2 separate regions of the Drosophila melanogaster genome follow, and region 1 is linked to region 2. The links are chromatin contacts, called in public Hi-C maps. All regions are on one chromosome and are shown on one strand. The core of a region is the stretch at or near the end of the contact, and the rest is flanking DNA. Distances in the headings are between cores, read along the strand shown. Region 1 holds the start of CG14183. Region 2 holds the start of Vps13D (Vacuolar protein sorting 13D).

The links. Hi-C and Micro-C count contacts between places; a contact is called where the count stands out from the background.
Region 1: a contact with region 2 is called in a Hi-C map of the Kc167 cell line, with 4 times the contacts expected there. A contact is called at or near these places in 21 of 107 Hi-C or Micro-C datasets (the Kc167 cell line, the ML-DmBG3-c2 cell line, the OSC cell line and 8 more).

The regions. Positions count from the first base shown.
Region 1 is chr3L:20,025,551-20,029,867 of dm6, forward strand. CG14183 reads right to left here and starts at 2,285. Exons shown (of 8, transcript NM_140915.4): 1 at 1,476-2,285; 2 at 1,097-1,421; 3 at 750-1,039; 4 at 531-687; 5 at 219-482; 6 at 1-147. The coding sequence starts at 2,211. It overlaps Lamtor1 (Late endosomal/lysosomal adaptor, MAPK and MTOR activator 1), which reads right to left and starts at 3,470. Exons shown (of 5, transcript NM_140916.3): 1 at 3,322-3,470; 2 at 3,096-3,259; 3 at 2,695-2,828; 4 at 2,565-2,635; 5 at 2,269-2,509. The coding sequence starts at 3,402. The coding sequence ends at 2,417.
Region 2 is chr3L:12,752,584-12,756,956 of dm6, forward strand. Vps13D (Vacuolar protein sorting 13D) reads left to right here and starts at 2,466. Exons shown (of 19, transcript NM_168512.4): 1 at 2,466-2,659; 2 at 2,721-3,511; 3 at 3,822-4,373. The coding sequence starts at 2,563. CG10973 reads right to left here and starts at 2,191. Exons shown (of 5, transcript NM_001038913.2): 1 at 2,094-2,191; 2 at 1,959-2,036; 3 at 1,093-1,633; 4 at 822-1,030; 5 at 656-761. The coding sequence starts at 2,135. The coding sequence ends at 711. It overlaps CG10984, which reads left to right. Exons shown (of 4, transcript NM_168511.1): 3 at 1-339; 4 at 401-819. The coding sequence ends at 574.

The DNA.
Region 1 (4,317 bases), core at 1,035-3,534, 7.3 Mb after region 2:
GCAATGATTTCACACAGCAATCGTTTTCCGCTATTCAGAGGTCCAATTAGCAAAAGAGACTTCGGCTTCGGAACATCGAATTCGCCCATTCCCAGCATCGACTCTTGGATAACCATTTTAATGTCACCCTTTGCTGGGCCCAATGTGCTGAATTTTAAATCGATATTAATTTTTTTTGTTAGGCTTAGTAGCTCTTTCAACAAATAACTACAACATACGTTAAGCCATCTTCATCTCGAGTGTCGTCTGCCACAAAGTTGAAGTCCGTTATGAACTCATCAAAGTCCCTATGACCAATTTCCTCTATTATGCCGGCATCTTTGAGCTCATTGTACAGGGATTCCAGTGTCCGATCGCCTGTCATGTCCTTGGGCTTCTTCTTCCTCTTCTCCTTCTTCTTCTTAGGATACTTCACCTTGAGAGCCTTGTACTTCTCATCGTTATCCTTCGCCAAGGCCTCCCGCAGCAACTCATACTCAACCCTGGAAGTTGAAAAGTTATATTTTCATTGTAAATATAAATAAATTTACCTCATGTATTCGTCGACCAAGCCCCTCACTTCCTGATGAATCTTTGCCAGTTGCTCCTCAGTAACCCATTCCTTGATGGGATCATGATTCTTGTTTAGATATTCATCGACATTTCTCCAGTCCTTGGAGTACTTCTTCATTGTTTCTTCAATGTTTTCTAAAATTGAAGAGAGTATTTGGAGACAATGGAAACATTCTCCATTAAGTCAAACTATCTACCAATTGCCTTGCTTGCAGTTAGCTCGTAGCCAATATCGATGACTCCAGCGTCTCTCAATTTCTTCCGACGTTTAGCTTCCTTCATTTTCAGTTGTTTTAGCTTTTCCTTCTTTTTCCTTTTCTCTTTCTTCTCCTTATCGCGAAGTTTCTTCAACTCGGCTTTTGACAGCGGCTTTTTACCAAGGCTTTCCTGAAATTCCATTGGCGTCATTGTTTCATCAATGACAACCAGTACCGTTCCTTGTTTTACAGGATCGGGATAAGGATGAAAATTCCCAGTCGCGTCGTAGCTGTTAAGTACGAGTTATACGTTTTTGCCTTTTTTGCCTCAATGAAAAACAACTCACAATTCCTTGAACCATGCCCGGATATGATCGGATATATCTTCCATCATCCATGGACTTCGGAATTGCAGCAATCGGGTGCGCTCATCGTTGATCAAGTTGATGAAGTCCTCATCCAGCTTCTTCTTGAGCATCTCGTTCTTGTACATTTCCATAATAGAATTTGCCGTCTGATTGGGTCGCTTCAGTTTCCTAATTTTCTTCATACCATACAATTCCTCCTTGAACCGCTTCCTAATCTTAACTATTTTCCGCGTCTTGTAACCACGCCAACAACTTTGGATTTTACAAGCAGCATTGTTCTGTATTGCACTTAAGGCTTCCTCATCTAGAAAATAATTAAAAACCAAATTAATTGTTTTGAAACGATCTAGCTACTTGCCATCTATTGCGGTATCCGCTACATCATCCTTTTTGATAAGATTTTCGCAGGACTCGTCCGCCTTCAAGAAGTCAGCTGAAAAAATGGTTCTCTTCACGGGAATACTCATTGCCTGATCAGGCTTAAAGGTGAATTTGTAATTTATTTTCTTTCTTTGATGGACCTTGAGGAACTTTTTCTTGTCGTACTTTATGTTGGACTTGTAAACCCGAGCTCGGCGCGCCCTCTCGTGAGCTTGGATAAGCTTGACCGCCTCACTGATCGGAACCCAATCCTGGGCTGCCTTTTCTTCCTTTTCCTCATCGTTCATGTACAATCGGTTGTCGGCAATGATATTTTGAATGTCCAACGGGCGACGGTAAAGGAATTGTGGTGACCTCCATACGACCAGGTCCCGTGGTGTTAGCTTCCTAGCGATCAGCGCCTTATCTATGTAAATGTATTCGCTCATTTCCAAGTCTTTTAACTCCTCCTTGAGTTGCATTAGCTGCTGAGTGGCATTCTCCACCAAAACACGTACCAATGCCCGCTTTTGCACTTGGAAAGTATTGTGGTATATGAAACTTAACTTATTGACCAGCTCCACATACAAAACATAGAGCTCTGCGTAAATTTTATACGATACTGCCTTTTCCTCTGGCGGCTCAATCTTCTTCAGGCGGTTCTGCTTCTTGATTAATTTACCAATTTCCTTGCGCGTGTAGACCCAAAATTTATGGTTAAGATCGAACGACATTTTGGATTTTAGCTATATGTGTGTGTGTGTGCCTTCCTAAATAAAAAAAATGTCTTGCCGTGTTAAGAATATAGTATGTATTTATTTGCTTCTGTACACTTAATGAAAATAAGTCGATTACCTGGTTATTCAAGGGCTACTTAGTACCAATATAGATTTTGATTTTATATAAATTTATCACTTTATTTCACTTAAGATACGATAATCAGGGAATCCGGAAGGGAACAACCACGGCCTCTTTGTGGTCGATCTGTATGTGCGAGACACTGATGTGTGCCTTCTCGGTGAAGAGCTTCATCTAAAAACATACGAAATTGGTAAGCAACAAGCAATTTGCGAAAAGTAAAACTCACTTGAGCAGTGTCATCTGGATAGGTTGGCTTAGACAGATAGAACTGATGGCTTGGTACATCTTTAAGGAGACCTGTTGTTCATTTAATTGTTAGTCATCATTCACCCTTTCAATCTAGCTATATTGCAAACCTTTTGGTGCGATACTGGCGTGCTGGCCGTTGTTCCACTGTTGATGCAACCGCTGCGAGTACAATCTTATTCTATCGGCGTACTCCTGGTGCTCCAGGCTGTGACAGTCCATGGCTCCAACGTTTATCATGTTTCTGGAGAGCAAAGTAGCGTATAAGCGAATACAAATATAATATAGATAAGCGATAATTAGGGCTGTGTTGCTTTGTTGCATTGAACATCCCGATAAATGCTTGGGTATAACCATACTACATACTAGATCCTGCCATCGCTATAACTACGTAGGTATACTACTATAGTATAGTATAGTATAGCAATCGCTGTAAAATGCTAGCATTCCAATCAATGGAATTGTATATGATAGTGCCAAATGTGGACCCTATACACTATCAACTACGTACATCGCAGTATTCTGCACCAGTCTGGAGAGGGCGTTCTGATCGTCCTTCTTGGGAAGGGAGTGGGCGTAGTCGGTGCTGAGGCCATCGGAGTTGCTCCGTCGAAGGGCAGGACTATGGTTCACCGGGTCCACGAGAAGGTGTGTCCGCTCGTTCGGCTCGTTGGGCTGCAGATGGAACGCATTGTGTATTCGGTCTGTTGACGGGGAAAGGGGAATGTGCGGATTACCTGCGCACCTGGATCTTCGGTGCATTGCCAGCAGTTGCAGATCGAGGCTAGGTAGCTCCAAACAGAGTGCACATACTCCATTCTAAATGCAATTGTTCAATTGTTCTTTATTTTTTATGCAAGTTTTTCTAGGGATGGAATTGTACATATTCGATAAGATCAGTGCTACCAGACAGTTTAAAACAGCTGTATACATACTTGTTATCGATTAGGCGCTAAATATTACAATTTTAATCGGACATTAAATTCATGGGTTTTCATAAGGGAATACTAGTTTATTACTTACTGTTCCTAGCGTTATCCTTGTTTTATTTATTATGAAATACTTTTTATTGGGAATTAAGTTGATTTAAATTTATACTTTATTAATTTGTTATATTTTTATTGGAAATCGGCAATAATTGTGAAGATATTAAAAAATTTAACTGCTTTTGGTAGACATCAATTATTAATTTGAAATATTTATATTGCTGTTTTTTCTATCAACCTATATGACATTTTCCCCAACAGCCAGCCCACGAGAACGAGCACATTCTTGATTGATGAAGATGCCAAAATTTCAGCCAACGGAAGTTGCTTATCTCGTCGCTTCCTTCGTGCCAATCAAATGAATTGGGCCGCACATTTTTAATTGTGTCGCTCGAGCAGTAAGGACAAAGGATGCGGAGTACGCCAGCTACTCGCAAGGAACGGAGAACGCCCTTAAATCAACGACGCGGTTAACCATGATGGCGAAAGCGGCGAGGCGGAAACGCAAATTCATTGCCGAGGCTGCATGACATGGGGGCATGTGTGGCAGTGCTGACAGCTTTTGCTATCCTTTCCACAAGAAGAACCTCTGAAAAATGTAAAACCATAATAACATAATGTGTAATATTGGGGTTTCTGAATGGGCTGATGTTCTTCGAATATCTTACGTAGAGTGAAAAAGTTCAAGATTCATAAGAATTTAAAACTTAATATGGCCGTTAAAAAACAGTTTTTCTCTCCAATACG
Region 2 (4,373 bases), core at 1,216-3,715:
GTTCCGGATATTCCACGCACTGTTCCGCAGGCCATGGAGAGGATCTATCAGGATCAGGAGAAGGCCAGGCGAGATCTGATCGAAGCGCACACCGTGGAGCGGGAGAAACTATGCATGAACGTTGAGCAGGAGATAATACGCGTTCACTCGAAGGCGGCCAGGAGCATATCTGGACAGCCGGCGCCCTATTCCGTTTGCACGTATTTGAAGGACGACGAGGTCTACAACATGATCACACCGGAGCAGGATGAAAAGGAAAAGAGTGCTCGTTGCCGCTTTAATGGACGTTTGCTCCTCAGCTGGCTGCAAGATGTTGATGACAAGTGGGAGAAAATTAAGGTATGCTGACCCTAAACAAAATATTTTTCGTTGTAAATCTTAATTGTTGTTACCTTTGAAGGAGTCCATGGTGTTGCGGCATCATAACGAGGCGGAAAGTCTGCACGCCGTGCAGGTGATGGATTGGAATATATTTGCAAAACGAAATAGGCTATGTGACAACCCGATTGAAGTTAATTTGGAGCACGTTCCGATCGTTTCAGTTGGTGACGACTTTGACACATTGCCAACATAACTGACGCATTGAAATTAATAAATTTTTACAAGATTATAAACACAGGAATGTGTTTCTTCGAAAGATTTGTGAACTAGAGATACTTTCAAAGCCCATTTTATTTAACTTAACATTTACGTGAAAAATCGATTTGTTTTTAATGTGCACTTAAGTTGTCAAAAATATTTCTTGCATAATTAACCATGTCCTGTAAATAAAGTAGGTATGAAATTTGATACATAACAATAGATATATAAAATAATCTTACTTCACACGTTTCCGACTGTTTGTTTTTGGAAATAATTTGTTGAAGCTTCGATAGGATTTCCTCTCGTTTTTCCGTAGAGAGTTTTAACTCCGATTCCCGCGAAAGAGATGAAAGTGCAAAAAGCGTAGTTTCTTGTTTGATATCAAAGTCATCAACGGGCTTAAGGTTTTCCACTAGCACAGGAAACACTTCTTCCTTCACAAAATCATCTGATGGGAATACAAATAATTAGGATTTCAAACACTGGGTTATAATTACTACTTCAATTTACCTCTGACAGACTTCTCGATTGAAGTTAACGATGCAATTAGAAAAGCAGTCTTCACGTAGACATTTGTATTTGTGGATTTCAGACAGGGTATCAAGGACCTGATCCCCTTTATGCGCTTAAACTCGTCGTATCCAGGCTGAAAGTTCCTTATCAGCGATGATATCGCATACAAGGAGCACCGCACGGTATTCGGATTCGAATGGCTCAAGTTCTTTGCAAGTGCAGGCAAAAACTTATCGTTTATGAGGGCGTTCTGACAAAATACATTATTCTGGGCCACTTCAGCGACAGTATTGAGTGCCGATTCTCGCACTTCGCTATCCGAATGTGTTATGTAGCGGAGTAGAGTTGCAGTTCCTCCTAGCTTCACCAGCGTTATGGCATTGTCGATGTCATCGATGTGGCTCCTTATGACATCCAGACTCTCGATTTGGTCGTCCGTGCTGGATTCTTCGCTGTTCAAGATCACCAAAGCTGCTTTCAGGGCCGCTGCAGCATCCACTGTCATGGCATTTAGGGCATTTGCCAAAAACTGAGCTCTCTGAAAAATAAAATATTTTATATATTGTAGCTCCAAGTAACTAGTCAATAACTAATGTTATACTTTGTTATATCAAAAAGAGCTTTCATACTACTGTACAAAGTGCCAGAAAAGTAATTTCCAAACAAATTTGGCTTTCAATAGAAGTTCCATTTGGAGGAGCACATGGCCAAATACATAGGTTCTAGATGATTCGATTGACTCACTGCTTAGGACACACTTGTGAATTATTCAGAAAGTATAACTACTTGAGGTGTTTTAAAGCCTAACACAATAACTATTCTAAATATTTGTAAAATTCTCTCAATTTGAGCTGTTTACATACCTCAGGATCGGGAGTTTCCAACTTTGGGGCTGCTTCTGGATTTGGATCGTGGTGTTGCACCGTATATTTCAGAACATTCTAAGAAAAATATACATTTTATTGAAGTTCACTAGATACTCTACCCAAATTACTTGCCTGCAAGCTTAGGGCTCCTCTTGGCACGTTTGGATCGGTCATTTTGGGAAATAGACTCTGTAGCAATCACAATAAAATTTTTGTTTTTAACAATAATTAGTGATGGAATTTCAAGAATATCGCACAAGACCGATATCCGATACCAATCTGATTGATAGCTACATCGGCAAAACATCATTTACATATATTTCAAACTTAAGCAACACCCGAAATTAGGACTGATATATATTATCTTATTAACTACTTCCCATTTAAATTATTTATGAAATAAATAAACCAAAGAAACCACTTGTTTATTCAACTACAATCCAATCCCACAACCTGTTCCGATTCCACTTGTTCCATTTGTGACTCGGCAATATTTATGCGGTGTAGATAGTCCCCAATCATATGTTTATAGTTGTGGTTTTAGGGCATGAATTAAAAACAAATATTTAATAGGATTAGCGTCAGTGGTTAATAAACAAGCATGTTGCGAGACCTCATAACGTGGGTGCTGAACACGTATCTGGGAAAGTATCTGGAGAACTTGAATTCCGCCCAATTGTCGGTGGCACTGCTCTCGGGTACTGTGATATAATTGTTTATCTTTATTCCGCATCGCATAAACAATATATTTTCCCGCAGGCGAAGTTGAGCTCGAGAACATACCCATACGCAAAGATGCCCTCCGCTCGTTCAATTTGCCGGTCGAAGTCACCGCCGGCAGTATCCGTAAAATCAAACTCCAGATTCCGGTCCGCCAGTTCAGGACATCGCCATGGTGCATCTCCATCGAGGGCCTGTTCTGCATCATCTGTCCGAAGAACCTGGACAACTGGGACTACGAGAAGGAGAAGTTGCAGGATTTGGAGTATAAGCTGGCCGTGCTGGACACCGCAGAAGCAGGCTGGCGTTCCGAAAAGGGCAAACAAATGGAGTCTTACTACTTCTCATCCTACAATAACTGGCTGAAGTATGGCACCAACATGGCCACCAACATCATTGACAACATTGAACTCAAGATATCCGATGTGCACTTTCGGTTCGAGGACATCGTGGACACCGGCAAGAGCAAGATATGCACGGGCATCAAGATTGGATCTCTGACCGCCCAGAGCTGCGACTGTGATTGGACCAATGGGTCCTACAAAATGAACAACAACGAAATGAACTACAAGCTGGTGGAGCTCAAAGAGCTCTCGGTCTACTGGGATTTGTTGCACGAGGACATCAAATGTCAGTCGTACTCTAACCAGGAGATTCTCGAAAAAATGCACTCCACCTGCGAACTGAGGTCCCACAATTTCATCATCAAGCCCATTTGTGCAACGGCCAGGTGGAAGCGCGATAAATGCCAGCAGGTGATACGTACCAAAGACAAACCCAGGGTTTCCTGTGAACTCCTGGTTCCCGAGGTGGTCATAGACATATCTAAGGTAACTAAGCCCAACTTGAAGCCACAAATAACACTTAAATGAGACGTAATTTACTGAGGTCCAAAGTTCATCAGAATTAGGTACATATTTCGATTGCTTTTTAAGCGATTATCAAACAATACATTTTATTCGTGAATGAATAATATTGGTTCAATATCAATCACCAACAAATTTGCTTATTTCTATCTAACCAAGCCCCAAAATGAACTTGTACCCCAATAAACACAGTTGTACTTCCCATGACGCAGTTGTTATCACCATATTTGATATGCTTATTATTTGTTTTAATAAATTATTTTAATATTTCCAGGTCCAGCGACTGCAAATGTTAGATAAGCTGTCAGAAATCCGTCAGGTTAAGGAAGTTCGACAATACAGGCTAAAGCGACCCACATGCACCGTAGAAAGTAATCCAATCGCATGGTGGAAATACGCCACCATATGCCATGGATTTGACTTTAAGAAAAATGAGGAAAAGTGGTTAATGCTCAAGGAAAATCTTCGTTACATGCTGCTCTACAAATCAATTATATTAAATCCCAACGAAAATCTATCCGCTGCAGATAAGGAGTTTAAAGCCTACATCGAGAGCGATAGAAAGATATCGGATTTAACCATAATGAGAAGGATATGCTTTGAAAAAGTGTTTACGAAAGGTTTCGCCTTTGAATCACAGAACGAGCAGGGCAAGAATATGCTCTTTCATTGGTTTCCAAACTGGATGGGTTGGTATGCGAACAGTCCCAGTACCCCAAATAATGAACAGGATGAATCGCTGAAACATTTGGAAGATGATATTCTCGTTGCGTTGGAGAACTCACTTCAGAACTCTTCCGACTTAAAAAGCGATGCTGTCTTCGGA